Regions from separate parts of the Mus musculus genome. Here all the other regions are linked to region 1. A link is a contact called in public Hi-C and promoter capture Hi-C data. All regions are on one chromosome and are shown on one strand. Each heading gives the region's core, a stretch centred on a gene start, on an enhancer-like site or on the middle of the called end of the contact. The rest is flanking DNA. Distances are from core to core; before and after follow the strand shown.

The links. Promoter capture Hi-C pulls out the DNA fragments that hold promoters and counts their contacts. Hi-C and Micro-C count contacts between places; a contact is called where the count stands out from the background.
Region 2: a Hi-C map of cortical neurons shows a contact between it and region 1, with 4 times the contacts expected there. The contact joins the enhancer-like site here to the promoter of Lmln in region 1. A contact is called at or near these places in 1 of 39 promoter capture datasets (hippocampal neurons), 1 of 484 Hi-C or Micro-C datasets (cortical neurons) and 1 of 115 datasets of contacts at active chromatin or transcription factors (effector CD8 T cells).
Region 3: a contact with region 1 is called in a promoter capture Hi-C map of erythroid cells, with 6 times the contacts expected there. The contact joins the promoter of Tctex1d2 here to the promoter of Lmln in region 1. A contact is called at or near these places in 2 of 39 promoter capture datasets (erythroid cells and liver), 2 of 484 Hi-C or Micro-C datasets (CD4 T cells and muscle stem cells) and 1 of 115 datasets of contacts at active chromatin or transcription factors (astrocytes).

What each region holds. Positions count from the first base shown.
Region 1 is chr16:33,060,386-33,064,605 of GRCm38.p6, forward strand. It overlaps Lmln (leishmanolysin-like (metallopeptidase M8 family)), which reads left to right and starts at 2,136. Exons shown (of 17, transcript NM_172823.2): 1 at 2,136-2,349. The coding sequence starts at 2,164.
Region 2 is chr16:33,738,168-33,742,387 of GRCm38.p6, forward strand. Heg1 (heart development protein with EGF-like domains 1) reads left to right here. Exons shown (of 15, transcript NM_175256.5): 8 at 58-116; 9 at 396-556; 10 at 4,195-4,220. Among named protein-coding and RNA genes, the nearest start is that of Muc13, 54 kb to the right of the region's middle. Within about 2 kb of position 1,839, at least 79 of the 459 cell types and tissues checked have an H3K27ac peak or open chromatin away from gene starts, as enhancers often do. A contact at or near this core is called in cortical neurons and hippocampal neurons, where this site is marked.
Region 3 is chr16:32,417,955-32,422,174 of GRCm38.p6, forward strand. Tctex1d2 (Tctex1 domain containing 2) reads left to right here and starts at 1,748. Exons shown (of 5, transcript NM_025329.4): 1 at 1,748-1,973. The coding sequence starts at 1,855.

The sequences.
Region 1 (4,220 bases), core at 886-3,385:
GGAGCAGAGCTGGGTTATATGAGTAACCTATAGGAGCGTGATTTCCATTCTAGATTTTTAGTGAAAGAAGCATCAAGTCATCATAGGCCTGAGGTGGATCTCACTGAGACACTGACCACTGCCATGCTGTGGGCGTGAGGTGAGGCACCATGGTAATAGTGCATGCTTGTTCCCCATACAAATCCAGAACTCAGGAGGGACTTGGGAAGAATTTGAATGGTGCTTGTCTGGATAAACGGGGGTAGGATGGCATGGTGGTGTTGGGGACTGATTTGGGATTGGTCAAGTGAAAGTAGTATGTCCTGAAAAGGTCAGACTAGTGCATTTTATTTCTACCTTGGAAAACTGCCCTTGAAAATGGCTGGTTTCAGTACCTGCAGGGTTGATAATAGCATATTTACAAAAGTATGCAGGGCTCTCAAACACATGAAGGTTTGAGGATATCCTGGAAATAAGGCATATTTAGGTTGCTAACAAGTTCTTTTATTAACCAATTTAGACTGGACTGTGCTACAGAGCCTGAGCTATTAAAGAAATGGCCAGGCAGTGGTGGTCAAATCTCTTGAGTTAAAGGCCAGCCTGGTCTATAGTGAGGTACCCCCACACCCCAAAAAATGGTTGAGTCCTTTCCACCAAGATGATGGTACTGCAACTATTGCGGGGAAAACTGCATCAGAGGGCACAAGGCAGTTCCCAGAAAGGTTGGTTAGTTCAAAGCGAAGTTGGCATTGCAAGTTGTACTTTTGGAAAAGTGTTCCTTGCTGGGTTGTGAGTGGTCTCCAAAGGAGTAATAAAGAGCAACTAGGTTAGCTCACTAGATTCCTATGTACTTAATATTGGAAACTACTTTTTAGGGGTGTCAGTCTTGGATTTATTATAATCTAAATTGTTTTCCCCAAAAGCTACTTGTGTGTCAGTTATGTGGTCAGCAGTGACCACTGGAAAGGTTAGGTGTCTGAAAGGAGCGGCACAGGGGTCTTAGGTACTCCGCTGGGATTTTTTTTTTTTTTTTCTTCGAGACAGGGTTTCTCTGTATAGCCCTGGCTGTCCTGGAACTCACTCTGTAGACCAGGCTGGCCTTGAACTCAGAAATCCACCTACCTCAGCCTCCCGAGTGCTGAGATTAAAGGCGTGCGCCACCACGCCCGGCGGGATTTTTTTTTTTAAAAGATTTATATGTAAGTACACTGCCACGCCCGGCGGGATTTTTTTTTTTTAAAAGATTTATATGTAAGTACACTGTAGTCTTTAGATACAGAAGAGGGTGTCAGATCTATCTTGACAAATCACCATAAACTGAGGTGGGGTTTGCAATTTTGAGAACTGAAATTGAATGGACAATAAGTGCTGCTTTAAACAATTTCTAGAATTCCATCTTTAAAGTAGTTAGGAAGCCCAGCAGTGGTGACACGCCTTTAATCCCAGCAATTGGGAGGCAGAGGCAGGCAAATTTCTGAGTTCGAGACCAACCTGGTCTACAAGAGTGAGTTCCAGGACAGCCAGGGATACACAGAGAAACCCAGTAACAACAACAAAAAAGAGGCGGGATGGGCTTTGGAAGCTGAATAGTTATGTTTACAAAGTTGAGCCAATGTTGGGAATTAAGTATTTGCGGTAAGCAGAGAAAGGTTGAGACTCCTTTAAGGTATAAGGAATGACTTACACATGCTATGGCAAGTGACCTTTGCGCAGACTTCAACCTTGTAGCTCGGGGCTCTCTAACTTTCCCTGTGTAGTGGGTAGACAAGCTGTCACATATGTACCATAACCCTAGTTGGCTGTCCAAATAGCTTTGGTAGTTACGTGATGGTGCTGGAGTGGACTGAAGGGTCTGGTTCACAGGACCAGCTGTGGGCCGAGCGCTTAGCTGCTACGGAATGAAGTGGCAGCAGCAGCTTCTGAATGCGCCGCTCCGCACGCCCGACCGCTTTGCACTAATCCCCGCTAGCCCAGGGTTCCCACAGCTCAGTTCACGTGGGCTGCCCCGCGGCGCTCATTGGCCAGCTCCGCGCGTCGCCGCGGTCGCCGCTGCCCTCGTCCTCCGCCGGACCCGGCGTAATGCCGGCCAATGGCGAGGCGGCTTACGGCCCGCCACCTGTCCGCGGCGAGGGCGGGCGGCGGCGAGGAGGCGTCGCACTCCATGGTAACGACGCCGGCCCGAAGATGGCGGCCGCTGGGTCTGGAGGAGCGGGCGGCCCGGGACCAGGGCCGCGAGGCCGCTGGGGCGGCTGCCTGTGGGTGCGAGGCGTCCTGCTTGTGCTGGGCGGGCTCCCGGCCGGTGCCGGAGCTGCTCCCGTCTCCCTGGGCACTTCGCCTCCGTGTCGCCATCACGTCCTTTCGGACACTGAGGTAGGGCGAAGCGGGGCGCGAACGGGCCGGGCGAGGGAGTGGCTGGAGTAACGTGGAGGGTGTGGCGTCCCGGATGGCGGACTGCAGGTGCTCTGCAGGAGAAAGCCCTCGCCCGACCCGCAGGACCCGCCGGACCCGCGGGACCCGCCGTCAGCCCCTGCTGCCTGCAGAGCAGCTGAGTTAGGCACTTGTCCCCTCCCGTTCCGCTTAGCCAGTAGTACCACAAACTTGGACGAGCATCAGAATAATCGAAGCGCTTGTTAGAACAGATTGCCGCCCCGCTCCCCCCACTTTCTGACTCAGGAGCTCTGGCATGCATCCCCACAATTCGGATTCCTAGATACTGATGCTGCTTACTTAAGCACCACACCGAGAACCTCTTATCCGAAGACTTGAGAAACAGTTGAAGGGAGAACCAGACAGAGCTGTTGGTAGGAAGGCTACTACTGAGAAAACTCAGGAGACCAAAGTTCAGGATTCGTTTTCTAGTTAGTTATGGCTTTGCTGCCTTTATCCCATCCCCTCTGCTCTGTAAAGTCTGCACCTCCTTTCACCTCAACTCTCTCTCAGTCTTTATAAATTCTTGTAGTCTCGGTTCACTCAGATCTGCCTACCAAAACCTCCCCAGTAGAGCGTTCTTCCCATTTCGTCTGGAGGCCTTATCTGTATTCTGGCATTGAACCAGGTTCTCTTCTGTGCTACGCGTAGCTTTCAGCCTTGCCTTGCAGTGTTCAGACTGGCCTTGAACTTACTGTGTAGCTCAGGCTGGCCTGGAATTTGAGATCCTTCTGCCTCAGTTTCCAGAGTGCTGGGGTTGTAGAAGTATGATATCACTTCTGGCTCTGCTCATCGTTTATCCTCTCCAGTGAGCTTTTTGTTTTGTTGGTGTTCTTTTAACACACACACACACACACACCCCTCCCCCTCGTTTGGTTCTTTCTGTTATTGCTAGCCTTCCTCGACACCTTATTATACGCTCATTTCCCTGTAAGCCCAGTGAGCACATGACAGTCGCATTAAGGGAGTTGCTTCAATTCAGGGCTGAAGAGGTGGTTTCTGCTCCCTGCTCTCTTCCCTCAGCACACATCACATTCTTCTGCTGGGTCTCGTAACTGTTAAGTTTTCATTAGGTAGTGGCCACTGTGAGCCTCCCCCTCGCAGTCTTTCTCCCCGTTACCTTGTGCTACTGTAAGGTCTGAACATGTGTTCTCATTAAGCCCGTAATGCTCTGTGTTCTGCCTCCTGCACAAAACCCCTGGGAAAAGGGGGCCTTACAAGTCAGAGGCACCGTTCCTGTATTTCAAAAGCAGACCTTGCAAGCTGTGTCTTTTCTCCTCTAGTGCCTTCAACTAGTATTCTTTAGTCGTTTTGTTTTCTGAATCAGGGTCTCCTGAGGCCCGGGCTGGCATGGAACTCACTCTGTAGCCTCTACTTGCCTTCATTTCCCAAGTCTTGGTATTATAGGGGTGGATTACCACATTTGGCTTCAAGTGGAACTGGTTTTAAATAGTTCTTCCAAATTTGACAATATATATTATCTATATGACGCTGCCATTCCATTCCTAGAAGCTAGCAGTTCCACTTTTGTATGCTAGTGCTGAGTTTGGTGCTCTGGATTCTGCAGTCTGTATGTGGTCTAGTGCGTATGTAAGTCAGAGAGGGAATAAGCTATGTTTCTCTTAACTTTTCTCAAATAGCCCCTTTTCCACAACATCTCTCCTTAACCTGTTCCTCTAAAGTTGACTTTCGTGCCTTCTGTTTGTGACCTTGAATCAGTTTATTAGGAATTACCGGACTCAGCCGTCTTCATTACCTCAAGGCAATGTAGATGTCATACATGTATCCAAGTACCTGCCACGGTGCCTTGCATA
Region 2 (4,220 bases), core at 589-3,088, 680 kb after region 1:
TAGGAAATTGTTTCTTGGCTCAAGGATTTTGTCTGACAACCGGGTTCTTCATTTCAGCTAAACGTGTGTTTTTCAACATTGCCCGGTTATATCCGAACTACAGCCCATGTGTCTAGGTGAGAAACAGAATTTCTTTTGCTTATGATCTGATCTGTGGAATTGGGGGGGGGTGTGTGTGTGTGTGTGTGAAGTGGTACTGTTCCCAAATGAGTGATCAAAATAAAGCCAGTCTCTGTTTTACAGCCAATACACCGGGTAACCCAAGACCACGGTCTCTGGGCCTTTATACTCTCCTATTTTTTCTGTGGAGAATGGCAGTAACATGTACTTTGCAAGCTACCTGGAACCCACATGTCATTTCAAGTCAGTTAAGGCCTTGCTAACTTTGCCCACAGGGAGCCCAGTACAGTTTTCATCTCACTGAAAACCACCTTTGCCCTGGCCTCCAATGTGACACTGTTTGACCTGGCAGACAGGATCCAGAAATATGTCAACTCCTGCAGGTCCTCTGCTGAAGTCTGCCAGCTCTTGGGGTCTCAGAGGCGGGTCTTTCGAGGTAAGATGGGAGTCCTCTAGGGGGGGAAACCTGCTCTTGCAGGTAGGCATAGACTTAGAGATGGGAGGTTTGGGGACTCAGGCCCAGAAAAGCTCCTTCACAGAGCTTGTCTTTAGAAGTTATAAGCACAAGCCTTCATGACACTCAGTGCACACATCTGTCTACACATGGCCTTTTACAGCATCAGCTCCTTGGTATCTGGCTCCTTCTTTTCTTCTATACAGTGCCAGGGTGAGAGGAAGATATTACAGGAGCTGAAGGAACCAAAAGCTGTTACTCCCGCTTCCTGGGGAGACAGAAAGTGACATATAGAGTCTGTCAAGTTGCCAATGATCCAACAATCTTTATATGGTGATGACTAAGAAAAAACAAAGAGCTATGCTCATGCAGTATTACCTATCTTTTGTTTGTTTTCTATCATAAAACCATAGAATGACTAAGAGGGAGCATGGCAGGATGCTCCCAGGAGTGCCGTAATGACAGGACTCTCCCTTCCTTTGTTCTTGTTTGGTCGGAGGCTCTTGCCCTGTGTTGGGGTAAGGCCAATGAGAAAGGTGACTCAGGACAAGTCTGGAAGACAGACTTGCGTCTTTCAGGGATAGTTTTATAGCTGGGAGAAGAACACTTTGCTGGAATGAGAACCGCCCCTAGACACAGTGGGCTAGTCCCTCTTGGTGATCAAAGTGTACTCTGGTTAGCTCATTGGACCAGTGGTTGAGGTCTGGCAAAGGAAGGAGAGCTTAGGCTAAGTCTCCCCCATCTGGCATCCAGATGTTAGACATAAATTGAAGGTATCAGGTTTTGGTGCCATATCCGCTGGTTAGTCTAGGCCATTCCCAGTGGGTCAGGATGTTGTAACTGCTGGTCCAGAGCTTTCCTCGAGTGAACAGTTGCACTGCAGAGCTTGGGAGCTGATGCTTTCACCCTGAGATAGGCTCTGGGGGGCTGGCTACTTAGTAACTGGGGGGAAATGAGCTGAACATAACAGAGTTGGAGTGTTTTTGTTCAAAGTTCATGCCCTGTTCTAGGGTGCTGGATACTTTGAGGCTCTCTGGTTGTATGGTTTTGTTTCTCATGCCCAGGGCTCCAGGGTACTATTTTTCCTCCCAGTGAGGTAGGCACCCTTCAGTTTGCTAACCATTTCTAGACTGCATTTGGCGTGGTCAGCATTGGACCAAGGTACTTTTCTGTTGCCAGCTTGTGCATCTGTGCTTTGCAGATCAAGTTGGCAAGATTGTGTGGATGCGCAAGAGCCTGCCCTAGCAGGAGTGCTCGCTCACCCAGCTGCTTTGCTTGGACTGCCCCCATGTGGCCTATAGAAAGACTCTTGTCCCCATGAGGAGGCCATCCTCACTGTGTTCCCTTCCAGTCCCTTGAGCATAAAGACAGCCATGCCTAGTAGCCAAAATTGGACTCACATCTGTTTTTCCTCCAGATCTTCTCTAGGTTTTGCCAAAGGATCCAGCTCTGGCTCTTGGTAATTTTTCTGGAGCTAGAGAGGAGGCTAGACCAGCAGGTGCTGCACACCTTTGGGTTTCTAGCATCCGGGCAGCACTAGGATGCTCTGGACATTGCCGCTGGCGAGAAGGGCTTTGTCCCCTCAGTTCAGAGAATGTCCATCTCCCTCCTTTCAAAGCCCTTTAGTCCTCATGGTCTCCTGGGATTTAGAGACTTTGGAAATCCCCCCTCATGGCCTCAGCCTTGGCTTACTGAGTACTCATTGTCTATCTTGACGGATGTTATGCCCAGGAAAGACCATGGGAACGGTGAATGCAGAAGACTCACATCACCAAGGATCGATTTAAGTGAGATTCTGCATGGTCCTTTTGGGTGGCTTTATGAGACACGTTCATTGAGAAAGCCACTCCTCATTGGAGGGGCGGGGCCTGCCCTCCCTGTTCAAGCAGAAATCTGGCAGCAGGCAGGAACTGGTTGCTTTTGGCAATGAATATTCGTTAGCAGCCTAGATCAGTGGGCAGGATGGAAGGAGAACTTAACATTGACTTCCAGAAAATACCCAATCAGAGTGGGATTTCCCAGCCTAGGATGGCCTGGATACTCCTTATACTTGGAGGTGTTTTTCTCTGCTAAGTCTCATTGACTGGCAAAGCCTTCAGAGAAGTCAGATGTGAGGTGCCGGAAGCTGAGTTCCTCCCTGGTGCCAGCTTTGCAAAGTTTGCCTGGTGAGATTTTTCCGTTTAAACATTTCCCCTTAAATACAAACTTTTTTTTAAAAACAATAAACAAAGGAGCCCAGATTTAACATGTCAGCTTCCACTGATAAAGGCAGGAAATTCAATTCAGCACTGGGAAATGAAGCTGTGCCCTAATTCACCCGGCTAGACAGTCAGTCTCAGTTCTCGGGACCCTCAAGAGGGATGGATGCTGGGAATTCCACACGGGGCCCATCAAGCCCTGGTGTCAGCTCCCATCACCAGAATTTGCCCAGGCAAGGGTTAATTTTGCAGAATTAACAGGCACCTTCTGAAGAGCCTGGGGCCTTTTCTTTGACAATGCCTACAAAATTAGCACCCAATTTTCATTGTACAATGCTCAGACTCTTCCCATCCCCCTGCCACTCTCCTCCTGGGTTCAACTTGCTTTTGACCCCCCAACAGCAGAAGCACACATCTGCCATGTGAGGATAAGTTATTAGCCGCTGTCATGTTGGTTTCATAGTTCTGTTCTCCCTGTGCGCCCACTGACGTGTATCTTGGGTGGTAAAATGTACTCTTCATTATCTTGGCCGTATTAAAACCTCCCAGAGGACTATGTGCCCAGCAGTGAATGCTTTTTGATACGAATAAGCTGATTCTTTATCAACCATGAGATGAATAAAGCCCCCAAATGAACACAAAACCAGCCTTAAAACTGGGTTCTTTCCTCGTCTGCCTGTTTCTCCTGGTGATGGTGTAGCGACTGATCAGGCCAGTAGGACTTCCCCACCCCCACCCCCACCCCCACCCCCACCCCCACCCCAGCACATGCTCACCTACTGGTCTCTGTGCTGCAGATCCAGTGCTGAATAAACCTTCCTAACACTGTAGTGGGGAGACAAACAGACAGACAGACAGACAGACAGACAGACAGCTTCCTGCCAACCCTGGGGAATCAGATTACCATACAAACCTCGTTCTATAATAAGCCTCCAAAAGGCAACACACTGAGAGCAAAGCAAGCTGCCTTACCACAGAGTGGTCCTGGGCCCCTAGGACACAGAGCCCGGACATGTTTCCACTTGAGACTGGTCTGACTGTATTGGTTGGTTTGGGTCCAAGCTCCTGACTTCCTAAGAACATGGTCACATTTTCTGGGTTTGTTCCAGCCCCACCCCCCACCTCCCTTACTCCCAGTCCTTAAACGTGAAGGTACAGAATACACCAGGCTGCATTTGTAGGTTGGGCAGCGCCCTTTCCTTCCTCAGTTTGGTTTCTCCATAGGGAATGCTTGTGAATATTTATTTACTGGCGGTGACCAGGGAACAAGAGGTAGAGACTGTGTAGGGCCTCAGAGGACTATGGTTCCAAGAAGACTCTGGGAAACTCTCCCCTGAGCCTATTGAAATAGCAAGTTCATGCGTCATAAGGTGTGAAGAAGAGGTTTGGTTTGGTCTCACTGCCTTGTTTTTCACATCCCAGCGGGCAGCTTGTGTAAGCGGAAGAGT
Region 3 (4,220 bases), core at 498-2,997, 640 kb before region 1:
ACCATGGCCAGCAGGACAAGACTAGGCCATGAGAGGAAAGGGAGCAGTGAGAGGAACAGAAGAGAGAGGAGAGGGGGGCAGAGGACTAAGAGAGTGCATGGAACAAAGAGGGCATGTAGCCAAAATGGCAGTTATATAGGTATCAAGCAGGGGGTGGGGTGAGGTTTTGGTCGGGGAAGAGAAATGAAGCCCAGCCCCTGGGTTGGAGTGGTTTAAAGTGGGGGCCGGGTGAGAGTGATAGAAGGAGCCACAGATACTGGTCTTGGTTTTCTTTGGGATCTAACAAAACTCCCTCAGTAGAACAGGCACACCCTCTGCTCTATAGGTCTAGGACAACCAGGGCTATGCAGAAAGACCCTGTCTTGGGAAACAAAAAACAAAAAAACAAAGAGAACTGGCTGGTCTCAGACTTCAAAATCTGCCTGCCCCTGCCTACATGGTGCTGGAGTTAAAAGCATGTGCTACCATGCCCGGCTTGCCGCCCCCTCCCCGCCCCCCAACCCCCAGGCTGGGCGGTGATGGCATACGCTTTTAATCCCAACACTTGGGAGGCAGAGGCAGGCAGATTTCTGAGTTCGAGGCCAGCCTGGTCTATAGAGTGAGTTCCAGGACAGCCAGGGCTACACAGAGAAACCCTGTCTCAAAAAAACAAAAAACAGGCTGGTGAGATGGCTCAGTGGGTAAGAGCACCCTACTGCTCTCCCGAAGGTCCGGAGTTCAAATCCCAGCAACCACATGGTGGCTCACAACCATCTGTAACAAGATCTGACTCCCTCTTCTGGACAGCTACGGTGTACTTTCATATAATAAATAAATAAATCTTTAAAAAAACAAAAAACAAAAAGAGAAGAGCCAGAGACATCTGAAATAGTCGAGAGTACAGAGGGAAAGAAGTAGACTTAGAACATAGACAGGAGACTGGATGTGGTCAAGGCTATCTTTCAGGAAAGCCAGCATGTGTTTTGATACCTTCACATAAGCCTGAGTAGGCTTATGTCCCTTCTACCAGAGGTAAGGGAATTGGTCTCACAATTTCCTGAGCAATGCGGGCTTTTATCTCACAGCTAGAAATACTCTACTCCACTTTGAGCTTATATCTGGATATTTGGGCTATCTTTTGTAGTTTAGAGTTTCCTTTGAACCTCACAAGGGGGTAGAGATGGAAAGCATGTTAAGAATATATTGTATAACAAAAATGTAAAATAAAAACAAGCAAACAAAAATGTGTGCTGGGTCTGTTTGGTGGCCAACACCTGTAATCTCAGCATTTAGAAGCCAGAGGCAAGTGGCTCTCTGGGCGTTTGAAACCAGTATGGTCTACAGAGTCAGTTCCAAGACAGTCAAGAGGATTTAGAGAAACCCTGTCTGGAAACAAAGCAAAATTACATATAAATTCTACTTGTTTCCTACTTTTAACTCACAAGTTGTCCAAACCCAGAAGGGACGGTGTGCAGTTGTGACCCAGTAGCGTTCTAGTTCCAGCACCCATAGAACTTGGCACCGATAACTCTGTTATCCCAAACCTGGGGAGATGGAGGCAGGAATTAGAGGCCAGTCTGAGCTATTTGCATCCTGTCTCAAAAAAATAGGAAGAAAAAAAAAAGGAAGTTAGGTCTGGTTTGGTCTGCCTCTCAGTGGCAAGTGGTCGGTTGCCTAACTTCTCTTAAAAAGTCCTGGTCTCGGTTTGGTACTCATTTCCCAGCGGGCTCACGGCCTCCAGCCAGTGCGCAGGCGCAGCGGTGGTCACCACACGTCACGTGTGAGACCCGTTGCCCTAGCGACCTGTGCCGGGATCTTCGGAGCCGCAACCGACCACACTTCCTTCTAGAGATCTGTTGGACCAGACGCAGGGATATGGCTGTGTCCTTCCGCGGCCTGTCCTTATCGGCTCACTCCGAGGGCTTGAGTGAGGTCGACAAGAACTCAGGGGAGCCTGAGAACACCTACATTCTGAGGCCCATTTTCCAGCAAAGGCGCGTAGCAGACAGGGCACGGAGGGCGATGTGGGGATGGGGCCGGGGCTTTTGGATGCGTGAGCTTCCCTAAGGAGACACGGAGAGGGGCCGGGCTGGGGAAGGGATTGGGCGGGTTTATGCATTCCGACGTAGTGATTTCTCCATCACGGAATTCTGCAGTCTGACTAGCAGGTCTTACCGGGAGCCTAAACTGGCGCTGTGGAAGTGGTTGACTTCTTGGAGGCTTTAGGGGGTGCGCACGCGGGACAGGAAAAATAGAAGCTGGAAACAAGCGGCTTACAAGCTGTACTCCTATGGTTACTGTGTGCATACCTGTGCCAGGAAGGATATGCTTACTTCTGGCACCCGACTTGTGTCTTTACAAAGCCCTTTTCATATAGCGTCGATCGCCACCTTAGGTTGCTAGAAGAGGGCGGTCAGTTCAGACTATAGGACATATACATCACTAACTTCATCTTACAAAAGAAAAAAAAAGGTTCGTGTGCTTGTGGGTGTGGCTGAGTGTTTGGGTGTATGCATGCTACTTAGGATCAAGGGATAACTTTGGGGAATTGGTTCTGTTCTGTTCTTGAACTATGTGGATCCTGGAGATTGAACCCAGGTATCAGGTTTGGGTACAAGGCCCTTTACCAGCTAGCCATCTCACTGCGCCCAAGAGAGGATTTTTTTGTCCCCAGGGTATGCAACTGGTTGGTGAAGGGCTGTAGAGATAGCTCAGTCTGTCACTGCTTGCTCTGAAAGCATGAAGACCTGAGTTCAATTCCTGCACCCCTGTAAAAAGTCGTCGTACACTGTAATCCCGGTGATGGGAATTTGGTCCCAGTAATAGAGAAACAAGACTCTAGGACTCCCTGGCTAGCCATCCTGGCTTCATCTGCAAATCCCAGTGAGATACCCTGTCTCAAAATCATGGTGGAGGGCTGGAGATATTTCTCAGTGGTTAACAGCACTGACTACTCCTCCAGAGGCCTGCGGTTGAGTTCCCAGCACCCACATGAAGATCAGATGCTGTCTTCTGGCCTCTGTGGGCAGAGGTTGCATGTGGTACTTAGTCACACATGCAAACAAAATACCCATAGACATAAAATAAGTAAATCCTTAAAAAAAAAACAACCCAACAACAAACAAGGTAGGGGAGAGTGGCTATATTTCCATAGCAGCTTCACGAAGCCGTTTTCACATGAATATAGAAAAATGCATGTTTTGTTACCTCAGTAAATGTTCTAAATATATAGAATGGTATTGAGCTGTATTTCTCTGTACACAGTGAAGAATGATGTTAGTAACAAACATGCCAGTGATCCTATGAGTTCATATGTGACTTGTCCGAAGAGCGGCTTAGCATTTTATGAAAGACTGAACAAGCATAAGCAAGGGCTGGAGAGATTTGCTCCTCCTGGAGAGTACCCAGCGTGGGTTCCCACCACCCACACTGCAGCTCACAATTGTTTGTAATCCCAAGGGCAGCAGGAGTTAAACACATATATACAGGGGAAAACACACATAAAAATTATATATATGTGTGTGTGTGTGTGTGTGTGTGTGTGTGTGTGTGTGTGTAAAAAGGAAAAAGCTTAAGCAGGCCAGTAAGATGGCTCAGCTGGTAAAGGCACTCGTTTTCAAACCTGATGCCAGAGTTCAATCCTGAGACTTAGGTAGTGAAAGGAAAAAACGAATTCCCATACACATGCCATGACACAAAATAAACGCTTTAAAAAAAAAGCTTAAGGGAAGAAGTAAATAATAATATTGGGTTGGGTCAGTGCTAAGGATTTAAAACAGAGCCTCATGCGTGCAAGGATGAGCTATATTCCCAGACCCTTAGATACATTATTTTAATAAGGCCACATTTTGAAATCAGGTTGAGACAAGATCCTGTGCACCTCAGATTGGTTTCAGACTTCCAATACAGAGAGATGAGCTTGAATTCCTGATGCTGCTGCCTATAACACCCACACTAAGATTACAGGTTTGAACCACTACGGTGTGGGTGCACGCTGGGGATCAAATCCTAAATCTGAGCATGCTCAGGAGCCACCCTTCACAAAACACTGAGAGCCACAGCCCAGACCTAAACCCTAGAGATCTAATGAAAGCCAGACAGTGGTGGTGAATGCCTTAATTCCAGCACTTGGGAGGCAGAGGCAGGTGGATCTGAGTTCAAGGCTAACCTGGTTTACTGTTCTTGCAGAGAACCCTGTCTGTCCCATCACCCCACCCCCATCCTCCAGCACCTACATGTTA